Linked DNA regions of Mus musculus: region 2 is linked to region 1. The links are chromatin contacts, called in public promoter capture Hi-C maps. All regions are on one chromosome and are shown on one strand. The core of a region is the stretch at or near the end of the contact, and the rest is flanking DNA. Distances in the headings are between cores, read along the strand shown.

Region 1 (7,388 bases), core at 2,877-5,376:
AGTTTTTAAGAATGTGTAGCCTTGGCTATTCTGGAGCTAGCTCTGTAGACCAGGCTGGCCCCAAACTCACAGAGATCCACTTACCTGCACCTCCCAAGCACTGGGATTAAAAATGTGTGCCATCACCTCCAGGTAACCTACATTTTTAATCACTCTCTTCCTAACAATTTTCAAATTAGACAAAGCTGATACTCTGTTCTTTTATTGGAGGAGAACTGTTAGAGGCTGGAATCACTGGGGAACCAGGCATGGGGCAGCATATAGTCAACTGATAATCTGTTTGGAGGCATTTATTCGATCTCAAATTCAACACAGTCATTTTGATTTTATGGTCTATGATTTCTATCTTTGAAACAACCACTTCTTTTTAAGTGGAATTTTATGCTCTTGGATGACATCCACTTAAAGAGCCACATCTTTGGGGATTATAAAAAGTACAATTACTACTTAAGCTTTCCACTTCTGCACTATGCTTTCCTACTGTGATCATGTGGTGAGGGGTCCCTGTCCCACTCTATCCCTGGGCTGTTCAGACTATGATCAGAAGAACCTCAATGCCTGCAATTGCTTCTGGAGACTGATACTCCAAACATAGGCATCAAACCTTGTCCTAATCAGAATTCCAAATGCCTGTAACTTTAAGCCCTCCCTGTTATCTTTCAGGGTTTGGCAAATAGTCAGGAAATGACTTTTTTCTTTCTCCAGCGTCATCTTCATGTGTCACTTAAGCCAGGGGTTCCTATGATATGCTCGCCTTTATTGCTTCAAGTTATTGGCATGCTGCCCTTCAGAATGTCACAGGGAATAAAAGTTCAGGAGAGCCAGCCTGAGGAAACCCTTGGACTAATTTTGTCTTCCTCAAATTCCCAGTTAAATAAAAGCCACCTTCAGACAAGGGGAAACACTTATTTTTGTCCCCAAGTGTCATGTGGTGAGTGCTCTGGGCATGAATAGAAAGACTAACCTGTAAGAAATTGCATTTGTAGTTATTTATAAATGGAGGTGCTGGCTTTAACATGCATCAGAGAACCCTCATGCAGCAGATGAAAAAATATCAGTTCCTGTAATTGGCTTCATCAAACTCCATCAACAATTTGTTACAAAAAAAAAAAAAAAAAGATAGAGAGATCCAGTTCCTCTGAAACATTTCACAAATCAAAGTCAAAGCCATTGCCAAAGCTCCAGGAACAGTTGATGCTCATGCCTGGTGCATGCCGAGCTCACGGCATGGCATATCTTGTTCTGTCACCTGTCATCCAGGAAGGGACAGCTGTTTCCCCCTCCAGTGGAGGGGGGTGTGCTGTACTTCAGGAATGTTCCCTGGGCTCACGGAGCTGGTGGGTGGCAGAGCAGGAATTCTTGTGCATCGGCTTTATGTTCTTAGCTGTAAACATCTCTTAGATATTTTTCAGTGTACTGCTTCTGGTTTTTATTACTACTGTAGAAAATGAAATGAGGGTGAATGAATTGTATAGCCAGGCAAACCCTTCACCTGCCTACTCTCTCTTCTCAGTTCAGTAACAATTAGGTTTTTCTCTTCCTTTCTTTTTTTCTCTTTCTTCCTTTCTTTTTTTTTCTTTTTCTTTTTGGTTTTTAGCAACAGGGTTTCCCTGTGTAGTCTTGGCTGTCCTAGAATTTGCTCTGTACCCAGGTGCCTCTTGAAGTCACAGATGCGCCTGCCTCTGTCTCCCAAGTGCCGGGATTAAAGGCATGCACAACCTCCACCCAGCTTTTTTTTTTTCTTTCCTCTGTATTTCTATACATTGTTGTTTTATCTCATTTTAAATCTCATCAGTCATCGAGATGATAAAGCACCACACCAAAATAGACATCTAGTAGCTAAGAATAGGTCTGATGAATATAAATGCTTTATATAAGCTTGCCAAGGCCAGCAGATAGGGAAGAAGACCCTCTTTTAGCTAGAGTAGCTAATAGCATAGACACTGCTACCCAGATGTCCTCAATGACCAGCTCTGCCACTGCTAGCCCATGTCCAGGATCACTCTCGCCCAAGTGAACATTGTATTAGAACCCACTTCACAGGCCTGTGTTAGGAGTATGTTCCGTTGACTTAAACCTCCGCTCAGTATAGAGTATACGTTATATAGGTGTTTAGCCCAGTGGTTCCCAACTCTCCTATTATTTCATTGTTCCTTCATAACAGCAACTTTGCTACTGTTATGAATCACTCTGTAAATATCTGATATGCGACACCTTAACCCACAGGCCAAGAACTGCTGGTTTAGCTTTTGATTTATTTTCTTCTTCTTTTTTTTTTTTTTAAATGTATTCAGAGTATGCTGACTACAGGACACTTGGGTTCTTGGCAGCTTTCCGGTGGAGATGAGATGGGCAAGCGAATTGTTTCCAGTAATTTTATTTGCTTCTCTTTATGCTGCCTTATTTTTAGGGCATTGCTCCCAAAATAGAGTTTTCTACAAGGACAGCCATCCTAGAATGTGTGTTCCCGTGTAAAAACAGATTCATTTGTGTAAGTATAATAAAGAGGGCTATGATAGAAATGACAGGAGCCCACCCCACTCCGCTGTAGCCCCACCCCAATTTAAAGGCTGTTAATCTGAAGTCAGCTAAATTTAAATGGAACTGAACATACAATAACCTGGGTAGTTTGTGCTCAGTTTGTTTTCTGTGATCAGACCATTTGCTTAGGCCGTCACATTAGTGTATGTTTGCTGTGTGTTCAGAATGGTGATGTTCAAGTGGAGGCTGATGGTTAAGTGACAATGTCAAAACCAGAATATGAGACTACTAGTACCCCCCCCCCACTCCCCACCTCCCACATCACAGACACACCAGACAGAACGGCTGGGAGAATAAAAAGGAGCCTAACAGAGTCCTTGATCTGGGTTAAGGTGGGGTTTCAATGCAGGTGCTTGCTGATTCACCATGACAGCTAGCTTTAATTTTTGAAACCATTTTAAGCCAGTCAGGGTGACACATACCTATGATCCTAGCACTTGGGAAGCCAAGGTGGAAACTTGCTTACAGGTTGAAGGGCAAGTCTGGGCTACATGGTGAGACCCTGACTCTAAACAGCTATTAGAAATGCTTTCATTGCTGTATGCACAGCAATGCTTGATTGCTTTTAAGTGAAATGAATGGATCCATGTATATGCATGCGCCTCCCACATTTCTCCGGGTCTATTGTCTGCCTGTGCTTGGGGGATGTTGGTTTCTATCTGCCTTTTTCAAAAATTTCCCTAATACAAATAAACTTCCCTGTTATTATTTAAAACATTTGATTTTAGACAGTTACCCGTACTAATTAAGTTAAGCTAAATGGTAGATTAATAGAGAAATACCCTTCTTTAAAGGTTTGTTTTATAAATTTGGAGCAGTCTTCTATCTTAGTTTTTATTTTTTAATAGATTTATTTATTTTATTTATATGAATATATTGTAGCTGTCTTCAGACACAGCAGAAGAGGTCATCAGATCCCATTACAGATGGCTGTGAGTCACCATGTAGTTGCTGGGAATTGAACTCAGGACCTCTGGAAGAACAGTCAGTGCTCTTAAACTCTGAGCCATCTCTCCAGGCCCCCTTAGTTTTTAAATGTTCAACTAATGACAGTTATAGTCCTGACTGAATTTTCTTTGTTTTTTAATCAAAAGGATATTTTTGACTGGAGGTATAGCTCCTAGGTAGAGTGCCTTCCCCCCTTCCCAAAAGCCTTAGGCTTGATTCCCAACACTGGGAAACAAAACGAAGCAGAACAGCAAATCTTTCTTTGTTTGTTATTTGTTTGTTTGCTTTCTGCTCTCAGGAAGAAAGGTGTAGATTGGAAAGATCTGTCTCAAAATCTCACGGACAGAGAGTCCAGGCAACTAACAGGAAAAAGAAGCCAAAGGAAAAAGATTCTGACCAACTCCCCAAAGGGACACAGTCCCGGTTACCCTCCCCTCAACGTCTTCATCTCCATCGGCCGACTCAACGCAACCATGGGAAAAGCTTCAAGTTCCCGGGAGAAAGGAAACCTCCATTTGTGGTTAGACATGTGAGCTTAAAGTAAATTTAATTTTTGTCAGAGTAACTTCCTGCATGAGGATGTGGAGAGGAGTGGGAGAAAGAATTGTTGAGCCGTGCAAACAAGTGGGCAGTAGTAACTGAAGAGAGAGAAGTCAAATGAATAATAACTGCCATTAAATTATGTTCATTTTCCAGTGTTGTTGTTAGGAAGTGCCTGTGAAGGCATTTCAGAGAGAACTTGCTCAGTAAATGTCAATCAGCCCATTTTTAAATTTTGAACATTATTAATAGAGTATGACGAATGTAGATGATAGCTCAGCAGTACTCAGAAGAGTGGGAGCTGCCGGGAACTGAAGATGTCAGCCCAAGGCTGGCTGATACAGTACATCCATTGAAACTGAAGCTCCATCCAGTTATAAGAAACACTTTTCACTTTCTCAATGAGATGGGTGCTCAGTAGCCAAATGTTGAACAGGGACAGGATTTCAGCATGGGAGGTGTGAAGGAAGCAGTGACTGGCCTCAGAAACTCTGAGCCTCAGTCACCAGTAACAGTGGCTATCACTAGTCACTGTAATCTTCGTTGTCTTAAAAGATTGCTTTTGATTACTGTATTATAAAATAGAGACATCCAAGATGAGTTTACACATTGGCTCATCAATGTAATAAAAAGAAAATCTAAAGTCAGGTGTGGTGATGTGCCCTTCTGATCTCTGCACTTTGGAGGCTGAGGCAGGAGAACCACCATGAGTTTGAAGCTATAGCTTGGGCTACATAGTATGTCTAGGAAAATTTGAGCTACTGAGTTTCATACACACACACACACACACACACACACACACACACACACACACACACACAAACATACACACAGACATAACATACTCACAAACATACACACACACACAAACACCAGCCACAGATCATTAATTTGATTCCTTTTCTTCAGTTTTTGTATACATAGCCTTTGTTTTCCACAAAGCTATAATTATACTGTTATATAGATACATTCGAGTTAATATTTTTTGTTATTCTTGGTGATCTCCATCACAAATTGCAATTATTATCTTCAGAATATTTGCAATTGATAAAATGCTAAATGAACATCTTGACTTAAAATTTCTAGGAAGGATGACTGTCCATCTGATAGAGGCTGTGAGTTAGGGTTTGTCTCAGCCAAGGTGCTGATGAGATGTTGAATGTAGCTTGCTTGTAGGTAGATTGAGCTTTCTGGCTAGAAAATATGGACCGGCTAATTTACAAATAAGGACTCTTCATAAACACAGAATTATTGTATGGCTGGTTTCTTTATGGTGGCCTTGGTAAGGATGTAGCAACCTGCCATTAAACATGGCCCCATAGAAGTGCTAATAGCTTGCATCTTTTTTGACAATGTAGCTTATTCTATTCCATATAAATGGCTATAAAATGCAGTCCCCAACACTGTGGATAAATTAATCTTCAAAAAATTGGCTAGATGTCTTAGGGAATGAAAACTTGACATTTTCATGATATGTTTACTTGTTTACAGGTCATTTTGTATACTTGATTACTTAGATTTCCTGGTCATATGTGAGACATTAAAGCTTAAGAACTTGGGTCTGAAGAGGTGGCTCAGCAGTTAAGAGCATTGACTGTTGGTCCTGAGGACCCAGATTCTATTCCCGGCATCCGCAGAGCAGCTCCTGTTTATAACTCCCGTTCCAGGGCATCTGATATCTTCTTCTGGCTTCTTTGGGCACCAATACACATGTGGTACATAGACATACATGCAAACAAAACACTCATACACGTTTAAAAACTTTAAATTAGAAAATTTCAGTCTATTTCTTGACATAACAATAAAAATTAGCATTGTAGACTGCCTCACCAATAAAATAAACAAAACCTTCAAAGTCTAGCTTTATGCCGCAGAGGAATCTCCTTTTGAAGTATTTTGATCTGCTTTCGCAGATTGTGTTTACCAATTTTGTTTTAGGAAAATGTGGTCTGTCACTTTAAGTAAGAGAGTAGTTAGTGCTATTGTGTTTTAAAAGAATCTAGACAGCAGACTGGAAGGGAATCTAGCCAATCTCTTGATTTCTGGAATACTCTGTCCAGTTCAAAGGACTCCAGGCTGGATTGGTGGCTCACACCTGTAGTCACAGCATGCAGGAGGCAGAAACTTTGGGCACTGTCTTTTCATCATTACCAGTTCTGAGAACGTGTCTTGTGTCTAGCTTCAGTTCTCTTTGCTCACCGTTGACACGCCCTCATATCTAGCCTCCGTGGAGATGGTGGACAGTTTCTTCTGTGGAGTAAATGTAACATACGTGGAGACTGCGAATTAGATTATTTTTCAAGACTCTCTTTGACCGAGGTGGAAAGGCATCATGGGTAATAAGACAGTGATCCAAGAGACTGTAGGTGATGAAACTTGGTGCTTCCTTCACTTTCAGGTGGACAGTGGGAACCCATTTGGTGAAAATAATTTGGAGCACTGTTCGAAGAAGTCCAGAAGAAAACCTAAGTTAATAAACTTTGATCTTTCGAAGAAAAGAGGTATTTGAGTTTCTTGTTACTCACATTCCCCAGTGAGCACCATTGCATTCCACTAAGCCTCTTTCCCTCTGAGGAACTCCAGGTCACTCTGGAAGCTGTGGGCTTGATTCTCAAGGTCTTTCTAGCTATGGCATTCATGTGGGGCAGAAGAACTAAGAAGCAGTTTGTTTTCAAGTTGTCCCTGGATACTTGAAGGGGACAGAGCTGGAGGGTGTGACTAACCACATGTGGCTACAGCCCCTGGCTAGGCTGGCAAAGCAGACCGCAGCTTGCCCTCCTGTAAACTCTACACAGGCAGCTCTAACAGTTAGCGAATATATTTGTTTTGCTGTTTCTTTCTGAGGGGAAGGAACAAGAGACTCACGACACTCGCTGACCAGATTCTGTGTTAGTGAGGGGGGAGCCAGCTCTCTGAAGCAGTTAGACTAAGGTAGCTAACTGTCTTTAGTGCTGTGGATTTCAGGATCTTATGCATTTGTAAATGATACTGGGGACTTTAAAAGAGCTTCGGTTGGTGTGGATGATGGCTATCGACATTTAGCATGTTTGAAATTGGAGTTGAGTAATTACAAGATGTAGTACACCAGCAGAGAAGTTACTAACCATTAGACCAGTTATGTTATGATGTGTTGTGGTGGCTTTTTGTTAGACTATGGGAGGATAAGACTGAGAGGAATAAATCATGTCTTAGTGTAATTATGAATGCAAGCTTTAATTGGGAGGTTTTGTAAAAGGTCTTGAAGGGACCCCTGTCCCCCACTGAGGTCTCTAGACTACACACTGATAGACAGTGATTGGAATGTGTGATTCTGTCCCTAGTAAAGGGCATAGCAGCTTGCCCGGAGTTCTAAGTCTCGA
Region 2 (7,395 bases), core at 2,259-4,758, 390 kb before region 1:
ATACACCATCGCACTTTTGGCTGGTTTGGTTACTTCTATGCTATTTCTCACCAAGTAGCCTGTAAGGTTGTAAAACAAAACAAAACAAACAATCCTCCAAAACCAAAACTAGATATGTATGTGGAAACCTAGAAGGTGGGGAGGGATGGACAAAGGAAGGCTGGGTCTGCCTGGTACATGCTGTACACATGAACTGAAATGTCACACTGAGCCATAAGAATACATAAAATTAACATGCTGTCAAAATAAAAAGAAAAATATTTATTTCAGAAACTAACAAGATACAGGCTAAGTGGATATATATATATATATATATATATATATATATATATATATATGAAGGTCCAATGATCTTAGAAATAAATAACTCAGCAAATTGCCCAAAGCAACAGTATGCTGTCCACAGGAAATTCCCTTCACCAGTAGGCATACACTAGGCAGAGATAGTAAAGCATTCCACACTAATGAAAAGCAGTGGCAGACAGGAGCACCTACACTTGCACAGGGTAATAGTCACTCTGAGATAAACTGCAGAAGGAGACAAAGAAAAGTGACCCATTCAGCAAGAGGACATAGCAATTACAGATGAACACTGACCCATGATATAGCATGCAATTTATAAAACACTATAAAACATTAGAGACAAAGGGGAGAACATCTCGAGCGCAGTCAGAGTGGGGGCTTGAGCATCCTCTCAACAGGGGACAGACATGTAGATGCCAAGAAACACCCGAACTAACCCACACTGAAGACACTAGTGGAACTTTTCAACCCAACAGCTACCGAGTGCACACGCCTTTCATGCGCACGCCCACGTTCTCTACAATAGAGCACAGCAAAGCAAAAGAGCACACTTTAGAACATCAAAATCATACCACGTGTATCTTTCTGATCATAAGGAATAAAGCTAGAGATTGAGAATAAAAGGAACATCAGAAATTGTATTAACCTACACAGACTGAGCAACTGATACTGAGTAAATACTAAGTCATTAAAGAAATAACAAAGGAAATCAAAATTGTTTTCAGTCTTGTCTATAGACTCCTACCACAATTAATAATTTAAAAAATTATACTATATTAGTCTGATGATTGGTCAAAAAGCCATAATGTATCTCTCTTTTCTTGTATCTCTTTAATCAATTTATGTAAAAGAATAACTTTGAGCCTAAAAGAAGAAAATTCTTAAAACTTGCAGAGATGGAAACAACACAAGAAAGGTTAAGGAATTTTTAAAAAGTCAATAGCCAGCTGGAGAGATGGCTCAGCGGTTGGGAGCGCTGACTGCTCTTCCAGAGGTCCTGAGTTCAATTCCCAGCAGCCACATAGCCATCTGTGATGGGATCAGATGCCCTCTTCTGGTGTTTCTGAGGACAGCAACAGTGTGCTCACATAAAATGGATAAATAAATCTTTAAAAAAATAAGTAAATAAAAGTCAATAGCAAGGGGAAATTTATAGCAATAAGAAAAATGATGAGATTTCAAATAACAGACAAATTGTGTATTTCAAAGACCAAAAGGCAAGGGCAGGTCAAATCCAAAATAACAAATTCAAAAAGTAACAATATCAAATAACAATATCAAAAAGTAAGTAGAGACTAAATTATAATTGAAATGAGGGGCTGGTTCTGGAGAAGATGGACAAAACTGAGAAACTTTTAGTTAGAACAACTGAGACAAAATAAAGGAGAAGATGTAACTGACTAAAATTACAGACAAAGATCAAGGCCAAATAACTCAAGACAATTTTTTTTTTTTTTTTGTATTTTAGGTTTTTTTAGTAAGACTTCGTCCAGTTAGAGTCAAGAATGTTTGCTTAATTTCCAGTGCCTTTTTTTTAATGTATTGTAGAGTTTTAGGTCTTTAATCTGGTTATAACTAACAGCTGAGGTACCACAACTGAGGAGAGTTTGTTTAGTTTTGGTTTTTAAATTATGTTTGCTACAAAATACTATAGTTGCCTCATTGAGGACAACGTTAAAAGAAAGGAAGGATGGAAGGAAGGAAGGAAGGAAGGAAGGAAGGAAGGAAGGAAGGAAGAAAAGAGAGAGAGAGAGAGAGAAAGGAAGAAAACTAAAAGGGCTTTATATGCTATGGACAGTCTAATAAATCAAATTCATTTAAAAATTTGAAAAGAAAAAAATGGATAAATTTCTAGATATAAACTTATCAAGATTGACCCGTGACGACATAGACAACCAGAAGAGACTAAGTCAAGTATGGAGCATGTGTAACCAAGTCTCCCAACAAAGAGAAGTTCAGCCCCAGGTGGCTCTGTCGCTGAATCTTACCAGATTCTCAAAGTATTCCAAAGAATCAGTTTATTCTCTCAGTTCAGCATTGCTCCATACCAAAAGGAAACAGAGACACAACAAACAAAACTATAAACCAATGTCATTGATAAACATAGATACAAAACCACTCAACAAAATATTAAACCATCAAAAAGATCATTCATGGTGATGAAGGTGGATGAGTCCGAGAGGCAAGGGTAGTTTACCATATGCAAATCAATAAATGTAATATATCATCAGAATGAATTGCAAAAGCTGTAAAAGTTATCTCCATATAAGCAGGTAAACCTTTGGATAAAAGTCAACACTGTATCATTATTTAAAGCAAGTTACAGAAAGAAAGTTGCTACCTGACATAATCAAGAGTGTACAACAAGCAGCAGCCTACAATCATATCGGATGCGGAGAACCTGAAAGCATTTCCTGTGATACTTAGAACAAGACAAGGGCATTGGCTCTTACTGCTCTCGGTCCCCATTGTCCTAAAGACTTTAGGATGAACCATAAGGCAACGAAGTGCGCAGAAAACAAGTAGCCAGGAAGGAAGTCAAATGGTGCAGATACTATGATTCTATCTATTAAACACACTCTCTCTCTCTCTCTCTCTCTCTCTCTCTCTCTCTCTCTCTCTCTCTCTCCATTATGACTAACAGAATATCCACTGTAGGATCTAAAACCAACCTACAAATCTCAACAGGATTTTAAAACAACCGTACTGAATTTGCTTAAGAGAAATCACAAAAGGTTCACGTCAGCAAAAGCAAACAAAAACAAAACAAAAAACACATTCCAGGTGAAAAGTCAGTTTCCCTCTTAATTAACAGTTTACCCTCCTCCCGTTATGTCTTCTATGACCGGACCTACCAGCAATTGCAGCCATAACCTTAGTGGGGTTAGAAGGTAACAAGAGAAACGTTCATGCTGGGAAGCCTTTGCTTGTAAGAAGATAGGTGGTCTCTATTGCTGATGTGACTTAGTCCAGGGGCCATGCCTTATTCTGTAATTAAGAAAAAACTTCAAATCCAAAGTGATTTTGGGATATAAGGTTGTTTGGGGGCAAGAATAAAGAAGACAGAAGGGTGGTGTGATGAATGAAAGGTGGGTAAGGGGAACGAGACTCAAGAAGACAATACCACGCAGGCTGAGGGTGGGAAGTGGGTGGAGCTGGAACCATCAACACTGGTGCTGAGAGCTCCCAAGGGATATAAAAGCCGGATTGAGCACTGGGGAAGCAGCAGGAGCCCAGTCCCGCCAAGGCTGAGCCGCCCAGAAGCAGCCCAGACCGGAATGTCCAGCAGATTTTTGCTCCAGCTCCTGGGGTTCTGGCTATTGCTGAGCCAGCCTTGCAGGACGCGAGTCTCGGAGGAGTGGATGGACGGATTCATTCGGATGTGCGGCCGTGAATATGCCCGTGAATTGATCAAAATCTGCGGGGCCTCCGTGGGAAGATTGGCTTTGAGCCAGGAGGAGCCAGCTCTGCTTGCCAGGCAAGCCACTGGTGAGCGCCTTCTCATCTCACCCCTTCTTCTCATGCTTCCCATTGGCTGACCACCAATTGGAAAGGTCCCCTGCCTCCCCCCGGGGCGGGGGAGGTTTGTGATCCCCAGCCTCAGGTTTGACGTGCTCGTGCTCGGTTGGGTCAGAGTTTCAGTGAAAACCTATCAGAGGGAATTGGATATGCTGCAGGCAAGGGCTTCATTTACACTAGGAATGGAGCTAGGACCTAACGGGAGCCAAAATCTGGGCTGTGGAGTATGCCCGGGCGGACTACTGCTCCCTGTTTGTAAGACACATCACCTAGGGAGCCTTGCTGTGCATCTTTTTTTTAACTGGGCTTGCAGTTTAATTGAGAGGTTGGGGGGATGTAAGAAAATCAATAAGGGCTAGCACGCAGACTATCATGACCGAAAACTCATTAGTGTCATAAAAATAACATTTGAATCCAAAATCTAGTAATTAAAAAGTGAATACCTGTATGAGTTCAGTTAGATTAAAATGTTATATTTGTGTCTATTATCTACAAACCAAACATACGGATTTCAAAAATAGTTGTAAATAAGGAATTTCAAGGCACAAAAGCTTGTAAGTTAACTCTGACCCCCGACTACAGCTGGCCTTTGCTTACTGGTTTTAAGTACATCAACTTTGCTTGGCAGCCGATGAAACTCTGACTGGACAAAATCTTAGAGCAAGGAGGGATTGGTAAACTGAGTTAAAGTTAGAATGTCTTCCTGAAGGAAAAAGGCAGGACTTCTGATAGACACAAAATGGTACAGAATGCCACCTGCTGTCACTGGTTTAGACTTGGAATGAACAGGTGTGACAGTGCCATCACTTTCCGTGCCAAATTCCAACGGCTGAAGTTGGTTGTTGGCTAAAAGGACAACGGGACCCTTAGGAAGGATCTTTGTCCCAGAGCACCCCAGTATAGGGGAACGGTTTGGCTTTCTCTGGAGGGTAAGCCTCCAAGGCTAACCTGGTATCTCCCTTGCACACTTAGGCTGTGCCTTTTGGATTCCTTGGTTTCATTCTTTCCAGAGGAGTGACTGATTGGTAAGCTGACACGCTGTTCTGCTGGACATGAAGAATGGCATCAAGAGCTGAGCTATTGCACTGTAATCTAAACTTGATTAGCATTGCCAGGTTTTTTTTGTCTGCTAACACTCTAAATTTGTGCATTTGGAATAGGTAAGAGCAGGGGGAAGGTCTGAGTTACTATAAAGAGTTTTGTAGGCAGAAAAAAAATTTTTTTTCCTGTAAATCTCCTAACTGACACTGCTGGTGGAAACAGTCCGTGAATGCTGAACTGTAAATGTGTACAAAGAAGGAAGGGGTCACTTGGTTCTAGAGGGTTTCCCACAGCACGGGAGCAAACACCACACTCAGCACATTGGTCCAGGCACCACTGGGAAACACACAGTTTGGGAAGCGTTCTTTTTGGCTGTTTCTGTCTTGAGTATACAATACCACTGACTTGGAGCAAACACTCTAGGGAAGAAAGATTGCTCCGTAAGTGTTCAGAGACATCCATCCTTCTCTAGTCAGAGCTGAGCTGCTGGAAATATCTGTCTTTTAAACTTTATCCTAAAGCAGTAACTTGACACTCTGGGACTCCTAAAATCATGGAAATAGTTTTCAAGGACTACTTTTTCATGGTGCTAAGGCAATGAAGAAAATGACTCAGGTTAGAAAACATGTAAATGAGTTGGTTTTGTTTTATTTTATGTTACTTTATTTTATTTTATTTTTTGAGATGGGATCTTTCTAACATAGTCCTGGCTAATCTGGAATTCTGTAAACCTGCTGGCTTTGAACTCATGGAGGTCCACTTGCCTCTGCTCTCCAAATGCTAGGATTAAAGGTGTGTGGCACCACATTGGGCTAGAAAAGATGAAAAATAGTGTTGTTGATAGCCAGCGTGATTGCAGAGAAATAAGAGTTTAGTGACAAAGGGTGAAAATTACAGTGATAAAAGCAAGATGAGGACACTTGCAGAAAGAAGCCACATGGGGCAAACAGAGCCTTGGTAAGATCGTAGCAGTCTGAACTGCCTAGCCAGCAAAACCACTGAGATTTTCAATACTCTCTGACCCCGGTTCCGTGTTTAATTATATCCAGGCAAAATGCTTTTCTCTATACAGATGTCTGTATTTTCCCAAATGCACCTTGACATGAATATTGCCTACCCCACTCACTTTTCTTTTTTAAACTTAACAGAAGTTGTGCCATCCTTCATCAACAAAGATGCAGAGCCTTTCGATACGACGCTGAAATGCCTTCCAAATTTGTCTGAAGAGCTCAAGGCAGTACTGTCTGAGGCTCAGGCCTCGCTCCCAGAGCTACAACACGCACCTGTGTTGAGCGATTCTGTTGTTAGCTTGGAAGGCTTTAAGAAAACTCTCCATGATAAACTGGGTGAAGCAGAAGACGGCAGTCCTCCAGGGCTTAAATACTTGCAATCAGATACCCATTCACGGAAAAAGAGGGAGTCTGGTGGATTGATGAGCCAGCAATGTTGCCACGTCGGTTGTAGCAGAAGATCTATTGCTAAACTCTATTGCTGATACGGAGCTAATTGTGTACCACCAGTCCAGTGTTCACATGCATTCTTGCTACCTGGTTGATGGCCTCTTTCTGTTCCCTTTTCTTATTTATTAGGATTTGAGAAACCATAATTTACATATGGATTTGTCCTTTGATATAAAAGAAATGTTCTTTGAATTATTGTAGTTCTGTTAATAATATTTGTATGCAAAACTCATCTTGTCCTTTTAATGGTCTTATTGCTTTTGAATAATATTAATTTAAAATGATTATACATCCTTACCACTGCATGCATACAATGCTAATACAATGCTCTCTTAAGAAATCCTGTGGGCTCTTCTGGCCTCTGCAGGCACCACACATGCTTGTGGCAGGCAACATAAACTCAGGCAGAACAGCCATACTTGTAAAATTAAAAAGTAATAATTAAATAAGATACATTTAAATAACAATTTAATAAATCTATTAAACTGTGCTAATAATAAATACTACTTAAATGTTTTTCTTCGCATAACAGATTCACATTAAGACTCAATTTAGGAGACACTAGGTTATAAATATAAACAAAAGATGACTCCATTGCCTAATGAGCTTTTTAAAAAGGATTTTAAACATTAAACAGTGCAGCATTAAACGAGGATGATGACAGAGGTAGGGAAACAGTAAAGAGAACTCAAATTCTCATTTATTCACTTATGCATTTATTTACCAAATATTATATTATTATTATATATTATATATATAATATATATTATACTATATTATTATATTACTTACTAGCACTTAATTTATTATTTGTTGATAGCATTATTAATTGTATCTGTTAGTCTCAGTGATTAAGAACCTACTGTATTCCTGACTCTGTTTGAAGTAAGGAATATCACACAATAAGTAGATCAAATGAAGGCTCTTACCTCCATGGCGAACACATTCTGATAGGAAGAGAACACATGGATTAAGAAGTGACATCCATGCCAGTTTGTGCAGGACGGCAGGGGAAACACAAAGCAAGACAATGACAAGTCTTAACTAAGGCTACTATTGTTATGACGAAACT

The links. Promoter capture Hi-C pulls out the DNA fragments that hold promoters and counts their contacts.
Region 2: a promoter capture Hi-C map of pre-B cells shows a contact between it and region 1, with 3 times the contacts expected there. A contact is called at or near these places in 14 of 39 promoter capture datasets (the 3T3-L1 cell line, the C10 cell line, cranial neural crest and 10 more), 1 of 130 datasets of targeted methods (the NIH/3T3 cell line) and 1 of 9 other capture datasets (pancreatic islet).

The regions. Positions count from the first base shown.
Region 1 is chr19:28,940,854-28,948,241 of GRCm38.p6, reverse strand. It overlaps 4430402I18Rik (RIKEN cDNA 4430402I18 gene), which reads left to right. Exons shown (of 14, transcript NM_001374140.1): 7 at 2,411-2,491; 8 at 3,788-4,018; 9 at 6,428-6,530. Among named protein-coding and RNA genes, the nearest start is that of Plpp6, 19 kb to the left of the region's middle.
Region 2 is chr19:29,330,783-29,338,177 of GRCm38.p6, reverse strand. Rln1 (relaxin 1) reads left to right here and starts at 3,508. Exons shown (of 2, transcript NM_011272.2): 1 at 3,508-3,792; 2 at 6,012-6,423. The coding sequence starts at 3,582. The coding sequence ends at 6,358. It overlaps Gm52390 (a long non-coding RNA gene), which reads right to left and starts at 3,540. Exons shown (of 3, transcript XR_003952902.1): 1 at 3,428-3,540; 2 at 3,159-3,291.